Linked DNA regions of Mus musculus: regions 1 and 2 are each linked to region 3. A link is a contact called in public HiCAR-type and promoter capture Hi-C data. All regions are on one chromosome and are shown on one strand. Each heading gives the region's core, a stretch centred on a gene start, on an enhancer-like site or on the middle of the called end of the contact. The rest is flanking DNA. Distances are from core to core; before and after follow the strand shown.

Evidence for each region. Promoter capture Hi-C pulls out the DNA fragments that hold promoters and counts their contacts. HiCAR-type assays count read pairs that join an accessible place to other places.
Region 1: a HiCAR-type map of astrocytes shows a contact between it and region 3, with 6 times the contacts expected there. The contact joins the promoter of Atp10b here to the promoter of Hmmr in region 3. A contact is called at or near these places in 2 of 39 promoter capture datasets (cranial neural crest and hippocampal neurons) and 1 of 115 datasets of contacts at active chromatin or transcription factors (astrocytes).
Region 2: a contact with region 3 is called in a promoter capture Hi-C map of 3T3-L1-derived adipocytes, with 10 times the contacts expected there. The contact joins the enhancer-like site here to the promoter of Hmmr in region 3. A contact is called at or near these places in 5 of 39 promoter capture datasets (3T3-L1-derived adipocytes, cranial neural crest, hippocampal neurons and 2 more).

The regions. Positions count from the first base shown.
Region 1 is chr11:43,148,573-43,152,222 of GRCm38.p6, reverse strand. It overlaps Atp10b (ATPase, class V, type 10B), which reads right to left and starts at 2,346. Exons shown (of 23, transcript NM_176999.3): 1 at 2,271-2,346; 2 at 334-631. The coding sequence starts at 608.
Region 2 is chr11:43,182,046-43,185,806 of GRCm38.p6, reverse strand. The region is part of intron 4 of Atp10b (ATPase, class V, type 10B); the gene reads right to left. Among named protein-coding and RNA genes, the nearest start is that of Atp10b, 34 kb to the right of the region's middle. Within about 2 kb of position 2,081, at least 50 of the 459 cell types and tissues checked have an H3K27ac peak or open chromatin away from gene starts, as enhancers often do. A contact at or near this core is called in 3T3-L1-derived adipocytes, where this site is marked.
Region 3 is chr11:40,731,613-40,735,200 of GRCm38.p6, reverse strand. Hmmr (hyaluronan mediated motility receptor (RHAMM)) reads left to right here and starts at 1,764. Exons shown (of 18, transcript NM_013552.2): 1 at 1,764-1,887. The coding sequence starts at 1,842. Nudcd2 (NudC domain containing 2) reads right to left here and starts at 1,540. Exons shown (of 4, transcript NM_026023.5): 1 at 1,047-1,540. The coding sequence starts at 1,235.

The DNA of each region.
Region 1 (3,650 bases), core at 1,097-3,596, 2.4 Mb before region 3:
AGGGAGTCTTGGCTGACATTGCTCTGTTTACCAAATTCACACTGTAAAGTACCACATACCTTTCTTTGCAAGTATTTTTTTTTCTAGTTATAGAATTAAGTCAATTTGGCAATTTAAAAATTAATGTATCTCCTTCACTAAATGGGGCAAACAATGAGTTCAGTCTCTTCTTTCCATATATGTTTACTACGCAAACACATGATGTGATAAGTCAACACTTGATAAATGAGAGGAGCTTGTTCCATATGTACATTTGGATATCAAAGAGAACTGCATCATCTCAGCAGCAATGCTAGGCCATGGTATATATTGTTGGGAGACCCAGCTGCATACCTATGAAACTGCTCAAAGAGATTCTGGGGCAGGAAGGTGAGGAGAGTGTACTTGGTTGTACAGATGCTGTTGCCTGGGTACCTCCTGCAGACCTTCTTCCAGTCCTGGTGACACATGCTGTTGTTGGGGTATACGACCCGCTGCTCTGCTGTGTTGTGGCTCTGTCTGTCTGTCTCTGGAGAAAGCAGTGGTGTGGTTTCTGATGGAGATTGGGAGAAGCCATCTTGGGTTCGCCATTTCCATCGGAGCCAAGAAAAGTCAAGAGAGCAAGTCATTTCTGGGATCAGGTGACAATAGTCTGCAAACACACAGGAAGTTGCTGTGATCAGGAGAGCTGAGTGGAATGTGAACACAAGAAGTCACTATGGTAAGGAGGATAATACAACATGGCATCTCTTCTTTTGTACATGTAGAGTTCAATCTTAGAAAAATAGAAAAAGTTCCTGCGATGCATCTGTTTTAAGGTCAGATACATTAAGTAAACAATAAAAAAAAATTATACAACTACCACAAGGATCAGCATTGTGAAAGCAAGTGATGGTGTCAGTGTGGCAGTTGTTGATGACATGGTTGATGATGTCATGGAAAAGCCAAATTGTGGTCTGCAAAGATGGGATGCTAGGAGGCTAAATTTGGCTCATTCTTAACAGTAAACGTTCTCCATTCACCTTGTTCATCTTCAACATAAAAAGAAGAAAGAGGGGCTAGAGAGATGGCTTAGTGCTTAAGAGTGCAGTTCTTACAGAGAACCCAGGTGAGTTCAGTTCCCAGCCATCAGATGGCTGCCAATTACATGCAAATCCAGTTTCAGGGGATCTGATAGTCTCTTCTGGGCTCTGTAGGTACTAGGTATACACATCATATACATACATACATATATACATTCAAGCATGTACATATAGACACATGATATAAAAATAAAGAAACCTTTAAAATAATGAATTGGCTTTTAAAAAATGAAGAAAGCTATTTTTACCATCCTTTGCTCATGTGGTTAATTTAAATTTTTAATGTATATGTATAGATATGTATTTTACCAGCATATTTGTCTGTGTACCATTTATGTGTCTGGTGCCTGAAGAGGCCAGAAGAGGTTATTGGATGTCCTGGAACTAAACTTACAGACAGTTGTTAGTCACTATGTGAGTGTGAGGATTGAACCTAGGTCCTCTGGAAGAATAATCATATTCCTAATACTATCCATGTAGGAACAAATTTGAGAGGAACAAATTGGGAAGTACATAAAATTGTGTTGACATATTTTAAGACAAAATGAGAAATGTTTATATTTTAAATACTTTTTAATTGAATTTTTAAAAAAATTAGTTAACATATGGCTGGACGGTGGTGGTAGACACTTTTAGTTCTAGCACTTGAGAGAGAGAGGCAGGAGGATCTCTGTGAGTTCAAAGCCAGCCTGATTTAAAGAGAGAGTTCAAAGATAACCAAGCCTACACAGAGAAATCCTGTCTTGAAAAACCAAGAACCAAAAATTAAATTAAATTAAGTTAAAAAGTTAGCATACTATGTAATGGGTTTTATTATAACATTTTTATCCATATATGTCAACATGCTTTGTTTTAATTGCTCCACCCACTCTCTCTCTGCATGCCCTATGTACTTCCCCCTTCTGGTCCACTCCTTCTCCCTCCAGAGTTGCCTCCTTCAATTTCCATGTCACATGGATTCCATTACCAAGAGTTCTTTAGTCTTTAGGATTTCTTTGGCTATGAACATTTTAACCTTACAAAATTTCAGAGCAGGACATCAAATGGATGGGTCTGGGGACATAGCTTGTAGGCAGAGTACAAAAAGCAAGAGGCATTGGGTTCCACCAAACATAAACCTATTCCTTAGTTAAGGTTTTACTGCGGTGAACAGACACCATGGCCAAGGCAAATATTATAAAGGACAACATTTAATTGGGGCTGGCTTACAGGTTTAGAGGTTCAGTTCATTATCACCAAGGCAGGAGAATGACAGCATCCAGGCAGGCCTGGTGCAGGAGGAGCTGAGAGTTCTACATCTTCATCTGAAGGGTGTTAGGAGAATACTGGCTTCCAGGCAGCTAGGATGGGGTTTTTAAGCCCACATCCACACTGACATACCTACTCCTACAAGGCTACACCTACTCAAACAGGGCTACACCCTCTAACAGTGCCACTCCCTGGGCTGAGCATATACAAACCATCACAACCTGGTATAGAGGGCATTCGTCCATAATCCCAGCACTCAGGAGACAGGCAGGAGGACTAGCAGTTCAATGTCATTATCAACTATACAACAATTTGAATGGCAGCCTAGTAGGTTTTATAGGTTCTCTCTCTCTGCGTCTCTGTGTCTCTGTGTCTCTCTCCTTTTTCTTTCTATCTTTCTGTTTGTTGTTGCTGTTGCTGGTATTTCAATGAGAATGGAAAGTGGAACAGCGCAGAAAGATACTTTTCAAGGACACCTGGACATGCAGTGACTAGGCTGTGGTGACCACTGCTTGTATCATAAATGTAAGCTGGTCTTTTCTATCATCTTTGTCTTGGGGATTATAATTCCATTTGGTATATCTCACACCTGAGTGCCTGGCCAAGAAGATATTCTTCCTAGATGGCTGATTTGATTGTTACTATATTTGGATTAAGACATGTCTAGGGTAGCAGTTCTCAACCTGTGGGCTGTAACTCCTTTGTCAAACCTCTGATTCCAAAAATATTAACATTATGATTTATAACAGAAGCAAGGTTATAGCTATAAAGTAGCAATGAAACAAACAATTTGTGCTCCATAATATAGGAGTTGTATTAAATAAATGCAGCATTCAGAAGACTGGGAAGCACTGTTCTGAGGGATGCCTGGGCACCGATGGCTCCGGCTCCGGCTTGATGCATTTGCACTGTGACAGTATTATTGTGGGGTGGTGAAAAGTAGGAGGCCAAGCCTCTTTGCAGATAACGTAAGTCTCTGGGCTGTGACTTGTTTTGGCCTCAGCCTGTGTAATCTTCTCTTTTTGCTTCCTATCCATCAGAATAGGAAGAAGAGAGGCTGGGGCCCAGCTCTAGTGGTTTTAGAACCTGAAGGAGGATGTATGGAGTCTGTGAAAGACTTGGACGGAGAAGAGCAGTTCATACACTCTGGCACGGAGACAGCTCAGTTTACCTCTATTCCCATATCTATTTTTTTTCCACAGCTGAAAAGTTTTATATTAATTTTTTTATGAACAACCTCTTTTAAGGACCTCCTACATTTGCAAATAATGTGCACACTGTACTTTTCCCTTCCTTCTCTTCCTCAATCCCTGCTTTTTTCTGGTAACCCATAATCCACTT
Region 2 (3,761 bases), core at 832-3,331, 2.5 Mb before region 3:
TGTTCCCCCCTTCCCCCATAAGCTGCTGCTCTTTGACGAGAGTCCCACTGACTGCAACCAAAGCACAGGGAGAGATAACCCTCTTTCAGAGGAGGGTATATGTCTCTGCAGGGCTTTAGGGAAGGCCAGACTATTTTTCCCTGTGTCAGGCACATGCTAATAAGATCCCAATGTAAATTTAGGACGTGTGGGCAAGTGTATAGTTGAGAATAAACGGAACATCATCTCATAGTTGGCATGTAACAGATTTGCCTATGGGAAAATCTGTGGGGCATTTCTTGATTGATTTGGAAGGGCCCACAGTGGGTAGTGGCATCCCTGGGCTGGTGGTCCTAGGATATATAAGAAAGTAAAGCTAGCAAACCAGGAGGAGTAAGCTAGTGAACAGTACCCCTCCATAATCTCTCCTTCTATTCCTGCCTTGAGTTCTTGTCCTGACTTCCCTTTATCATGAATAAGCTGTAAAATGAAATAAACTCTTTTTGAACCCCAACGGCTTTTGGTCATGTCTTGACTATGGCAAGAATGCAAACTAGAACAGCTGACTCATAAAAACTGTCTTCAAAGTTGAGGTCTCATGCATTCATTCTTTTCTCTTTCATGATTTTGAGTATTTATTGGATATCAGGACATGGATCTTGGGGAAAGGGAAAGAGATTCAGAGAGGAGGAAGTGGGTATTGACACAACAATTACTATAGCGATAAACAACACCCAGTTCCCAGTCTTGCTCAGGTGTGTCCATTTGGTACCTTTGAAAGCAAAACAAAGTGGTCCAAAAGTCAGGGTGTCATAACTTCCCAGGCTGTGTTGTCTTACTTTTTGCTGACCTTTATCTCAGATACAGCAAGCTGGCCACTGTCAAGGCCACCAGGAAATGCAATCTAAAGCAATCTGGCTGGAGCATATTGTAACAGTGAGAACAGGTTAGGACAGGAAACCCCTTACGTGTTCTTCCAGTTTTACTTTTTTAAGTTTACTTACCATCATGTTATTTTCACAATGGATTATCAAGTCATTCAATTAAACTGGTTAACAAGTCCCTGCTTCACTTTTTGATATTTTAGTAGACCACTGCTCCATGTTTCCTTATCTCCTCTTCCATATTCTTTGCAAAACAAGCTCCTGTAGCCCCTTCATCCCTTGCTCACATCTTGACGTAAGTCAAGGCATCCTGCCTCTTATGCTGTCCCACTGTGGGACTGTGAGCTGAGTGCAATGACTCCAGGAAGGAAAATCACACAAGACCGTTAACTTATTATTCCTTTCAGTCCTTCACTGTCATCTTGGATTCCTAGTTGTGGTTTCTAAGTCCAAATCCTCAAGCTTTCTTTTCAACCACCGAGCCTTATTATATGTTCTTCCTTCCCTTCCTTTTCCTACCGCATTCTTATTACAATTCTCTTTTGTTCCAATTATCTAGAACCATCTCACAGAATTCTGTTACTTGTGAAGAAAAGAACACAATTCCCTGTAGTGGTCACTCCACTCCATGGCCACACAGCACACTTTCTTTCGTAACATAGATGTAGTGTTACTTTACAAATTTTGTGAGAATTTTATTTTTAATTATTTGTGCTCCAATCATTTATATTTTAAATGTTTACATTTGTTCTATGACCATTTTGTACACGTTTAATAATCCTGCTTATTGTTTCCTCTGCCCCTCATTTTACCTCACTCTCACCAGTGTGGCCCGCCTGACCTTCCTATACTCACACCCTTTTGTTTAGAGACTCCTGTTTTTAATCAAGACTGGTAGATGATTAATTCCCACAAAAGGTCACCAATTCCACAGTAGTTTTGCTAAATCTGTATTTTTCTTTGTTAATGAACACTGAAAGCATTACTACTTGTTTTGGAGTCACACAAGGTATAAAGCAGTGGTTCTCAAACTGTGGGTTGTGACCCCTTTGGGGGTTAACTGATGGGGGGGGGTCATTTATATCAGAATTCTTCCATATCAGATAGTTACATTATGATTCATAACAGTAGCAAAGTTACAGTTATGAAGTAGCAACAGAAATGTTTTTATGGTTGGAGGTTACCAAAACACGAGGAACTGTGTTAAAGGGTTGTAGCATTAGGAAGGTTGAGAAACACAGCTATAAAGTAACAGTGACTCACAGTCATATGGTCTTAGAGTACAGGATTCATGTTTCAAATCATTTTGAAACCCCTGTCAATCTAGAAATTCTGTGCTCATTGAAGGAAAGGAAACAGCCGGCCTTTCCTCTAACACAGAACACATGTATTCATCCAGATTTTACTAGGAGCCGAGGATGTCTGTTAAAGAGAAGAGTGGAGTCAGTTATCACTACGCTTGCTTACTGCTGAGTCCATTTTCTCATGGTGCTCAGGAGAGGGGGCCACCATGAAGATTCCTGGACCTGGATTAGCCCAACAAAGCAAGGGTAGGGATACCTCTCCTAATCTGATCAATGGGCCATGCCATAAAGGAGTTAAAAGGCTGGCAGAACACCATGCCAACTAAAAAAGCAGTGAGGAGGAATACTGTAGAATTGGGGAATTCCTCTTCACTCACTCTTTTAAAGAAAAAAAAAGTGTTTCACTAGGGTATCTAAATCGTGATAGCAAATGTTCACCATACATCATCTGCTGGGATAAATCATTGTTTCCTTCCTGGAATGCAAATGAAGGAAGCCCTAATTTCTGCAAACCCTATCTGAAACTACTAACAATTACTGGCACTTGGCAAACTTTCTAGTTCCTGGTTGGTGATTGTCCTTTTCAAGATAACCACTGGGTGTGATGAGTAATCCCTTCCATCTGTCTCTGGAGGAGGGGCTAGTCTACATTCCCAGTCATCTGGACAGTCTTCCTGCCACAGCTACTGGCATACAAGAACATGGCTTGGGCTGGAAGGCCATCTGAACGGGACCTTAATGCTTCCTTGTAGGTTGAGTTTCCTTTTTCCAAGTAGATGGATATTATGGTTTTTTTGTTTTGTTTTGTTTTTTGTTTTAATTCAAGACTAATAAATCTTAAGGTCTTGCTGTGACATATTCCTTATAATGTCTGGGTTTGACATTCCAACAAAATATCAGAAAAAGAATGATTTTGTCCCCGGATCATTTCCAAAAGAAATATTAGTAGAGTTGTTTACCAAGGACTGTGTCATGCAGTCATTAATTTCTGATTAGAACTCATTGGCTTAGTCTATTCCCTGGCCTGTGTTTATTTTGTCTTCGACCCCAGGAATATGTCATTGCATTACTTCACAGAGAAGGCCTGTCATCTACACTCAGTGAAAAAATAAATAAGTGACATGAGGCATAAACTCTGGACAACTGCCATAGGAGGGGCAGTGATGTCTTAAGGGAGTATTCACTGTAAAGACAAACCTTCTCTGTATAAAACTGTCTTGTTAGAGATAACAAAAACACGGGAAAACAATGGGAAAACCCAATGTTTTTGGCAAAAGAGGCCGTAAAAAGCAGAGTATAAATTTCAACTCGAGAAGCTATATTGAGCTGTTCACAGAAGATACAATCATAACGTGTCACCTCTGCCAATAAATAATGGCAATGAAAATCCAAGCCAGGCATTAACAACTAGACATTCTATAGCATTGGATGAGAAAGTGAATTGATTAACTGGAAGATGGGGTGAAGAAGAATGAGAAGTAGCAACATCTACAGAAGCCCAGAGAAGAGTAAGAACCTGCTATTCGATCCACAATATTGGGAAGGCAGAGGAACTAAGACAGGAAGCAGGTTTCGGGGAAGAAAGACTAGCATG
Region 3 (3,588 bases), core at 515-3,014:
GGATTAAAGGCGTGTGCCCACCACACCCGGCCATGAGGAACTTTATTAATGGAGCGAAGCATTAGGAAAGGCTGAAAACCACTGCTCTATGGAGTCATGGAGCTGGCTTAGTACATCTGGCTTGCTGGCCTAATTCGCTGAGCTGAGATCTACCTGCCTAAGGTTCCCAAATGCTGGGATTAAAAGCGTGCACCACAACACCTGCCTTAAAAGTGCTCTCTCTTTTAAACTCAATGTTATTAAAGCTAGTTCAATCTCTTTTGAGAAGCTGGCACTAGAAAAGGCCAGTTTCTTAAAAAGGTTCAAATCACATGTTGCAGAAATTGATATCCAATTAGCTGTTGACTAATTTTCCTTCTCCTGCCCAAGGTTACAAAACACAGTATCATGTCTCCGTTCACCACTACATTATACAGTCATCCTCCAACAGGCTATGCATCTAATCTAGGTGTAAAGTATAGCCTGATTGTTATGTGAGTCTTAATAAATTCTTAACCAAAAACGGGGAAATGTGACCAGATTAAAAATTTGGTGAAATTAGGTAACTTCACACACCTTTTCACTACGATGAAGATCAACATGCAAGAAACTTGTTATTTAGAAAACCAATCTGACATCTTGGAATCCTCATCCCATTACCCTAGCCTTGCTTGTAAGTGCCTGTATTAGCCTACACGTCATGAACAGAGTTCAGAATCCTTTTGTCTAGTCTCTGGGACTCCCATCGGTGCCCAGAAGACGCATATTCGTTCTTTTGACCTACTTAGCCTTCTGTCAGCAGGAACTCCGGAGGAAATAAAAGCACCCCAAACCTATTTTAGAAATAAAGTGGAGAACAAAATCTTTGAGTTCTACCCGCGCAAAATCTGCTCTGTGGGTGCAGTGCTCCGTGGAGACCCCTCGCCAGAACAATTTACCACTTCTTTCTACCAGCCAGGAACTAACCTTGCCACACCCAGCAGTCATCCCTCTGACACCGTGAATTTTAGGGCTCGGGGTGCGGGAAAGCCAGAAGAAGGAACTCGGGACAAGCCCTGGCTTGCTACCTTGAGGATCTCGCGGCCACCCACGGCCAGAGCCACGTGCCGACTCTGCAGGCCGCACTGGATGTCCTGCGCGCGAGTGCCGGGGGGCACCTGGACTTCAATGAACACCTCCTCCAGGGTCTGGTACCACTGTCCCCACGGAGTCCCGCAAGGAACCACCCCGCTGCGCTCCTCAAACGGGGCGGACATTCTGAAGACGCCACGCAGGCACACGGCTCCGGGAGAGCACTACACCGGCGGGACTAGGCTCTGGGCTTGCCCTCGGCGCCTTGGGGTCACTGCACATGCGCAAGAGTCCAAACTGGCGTGTCCGAGTGTGCAAAATTCTCCCTTTCAGAGCCCATTTAAGACACTCGTGAGCCCTGGTGAAATCGACCGAAGCCTAGAGATGTTGACATCCAAAGAACACTGACGCCGGAACAAAGGAGAAAAGTGCCTGCGATCTTTAAACCTGTGTGACGCCAAAATTCCGACGCGTCCACCGGCCTGTGAAGTGCGCTTGCGCGAACTGGGCTACCCAGTAAAACTGAGTAAAACCAGAAGTGATTGGATAGAGCTGTTTGCGGCGACGATCAGGAGCAGCCTCTTATTGGCTACTAGCTTAAACTTACAAACCTTCCGATTGGGCGGCGGTAGGAATCTAGTGCGCATGCTCTTTGGACCATGCAGGATTGGCCAGATAGGTTTAGGTTTTCTGATTGGCTGAGGGGGAAAGTTGAGGTAAATTTGAATTCAGGCGAGCTGACAGTTTGCTGGGGCGTTTGATTGCTGTCTCATCTGGACCCAGGCGTCAGAATGTCCTTTCCTAAGGCGCCCCTGAAGAGATTCAATGACCCTTCGGGTACGTACGGGTGGGGGAACAGGGTGGGAAGGGGATGTGCCCTCGTTTCCCAGTCATTCGAAAGCCAGGTTAGGGCTGGGGCGGTGTTTGTTTTTCTCCAAATTCACGCAGTAAACACCTGGTTAGCGCAGTGTGGGATGGTAGAGACGCGGCCCTACGTGAAATGAGGTCATCCCTGCACACAGCGAGTCTTCAAGCGTGAGATTCCAAAATATGCCATCAACACCATGGAGAAACCACAGCTGGTTGAAGGGGATTAGGAGTTGGCAGGCGCTACTTTTCTTTTTAAAAAGAAGTTACTCTCTTTAGAATTTTCTGCATTGACATTGCATTCAGATATAAAAGCATAAAGACTGAGAAATCTGTTCAGTAAAGACAGCTGCCCACGGATTCTTTTCCACTCGTGAAACAGTTCTTTGGAATTTCTTTTTTAATATTTTATTTTTTTAAGGTTGATTTATTAACATGAGTATACTGTAGCTGTCCTCACACACCAGAAGAGGGCCTCAGATCCCATAACAGATGGTTGTGAGCCACCATGTGGTTGCTGGGATTTGAACTCATGACCTTTGAAAGAGCAGTCAGTGCTCTTACCCACTGAGCCATCTCATGAAACAATTCTTAAGTAATGTTCAGCATTTTAACAATAGAATAGTGGAACTTGGTGTGTAGATGACAGAGTAAATTGAGTGTAGATGGTGATAGCATTTAAACAGTTAGAATAAAGTAATTTTTAATGTTTTCACCTGTAAGAAATAGACACTTCCAGACCTAGTGGCCTGAGCTACATAGACTGTCAGTAACTCACACCTACAACAAATTAATAGCATGTTGGAAGTAAATGAAAAATGAGACTGAAATCCACTCAATTTTATGAAACTAAATTGGCAGAAATGGAGTGGGAACCCAGACTTCCAAGGATATATGCTATGCTCTTAAGGGCTGTGGTTTATGCACAAGTAACTAGAGCCTTGGGTGTGAGGTGATAGATGCTAACTGTGCAGCTGTACTGTCGTAAGGTCTATATGTTATTCCTTTGAACAGCTAGACGAGAAAAGTACCAAAGTTGTACTCTTTACAAATGAGAACATTGAGAGAGTTTCTGACTATATTATGCAGCCAGCAAGTAAGTGATGGAGCGGAAGATGAAAGGCCGGTTTATATCCTCTGTAGCATGTACTGGTTAGTAGTCTCTATCTGGTTTCTATCAACGTTCCTCCATTCACAAGGTCAAGTGAGTGATCAGACACAGCCATCTCCATGGCCACACCATTTCCAGGGAACTCAGACAACTTAGGTTCTACAGAACAGGGTAGATGTTTTTGTTTTGAGACAAGGTCTCTTGTAGCACAGGCTAGCCTTGTACTCCTGCTGCCACCTCCCAAGTACTGAAACTTAAGAGACCTGCACAACACACATGGCTCAGCTGCTGTTTGGTTTTAAGGAGCAGTAGTTAAGGCTTACAGTGTCAAAGATAATATGTCAGATATTTAATATTTGTAAGTCCATGGCAGCTTTTTCTACCTCAAGGAAACTTAAAGCATCCTGGGATAAAGGAGGGAATCTAACTTTTTTTTTTTTTAAAATTTGGTGTGTTCTCCCTATGTCTACAAAGTGTCTGGCATGGTATTTTCTGTAGCTTGTCAGACACAGGTGATTTTGAGTACTCCTGTGGCTAATTACAAAAGCCTAGTCCATTCT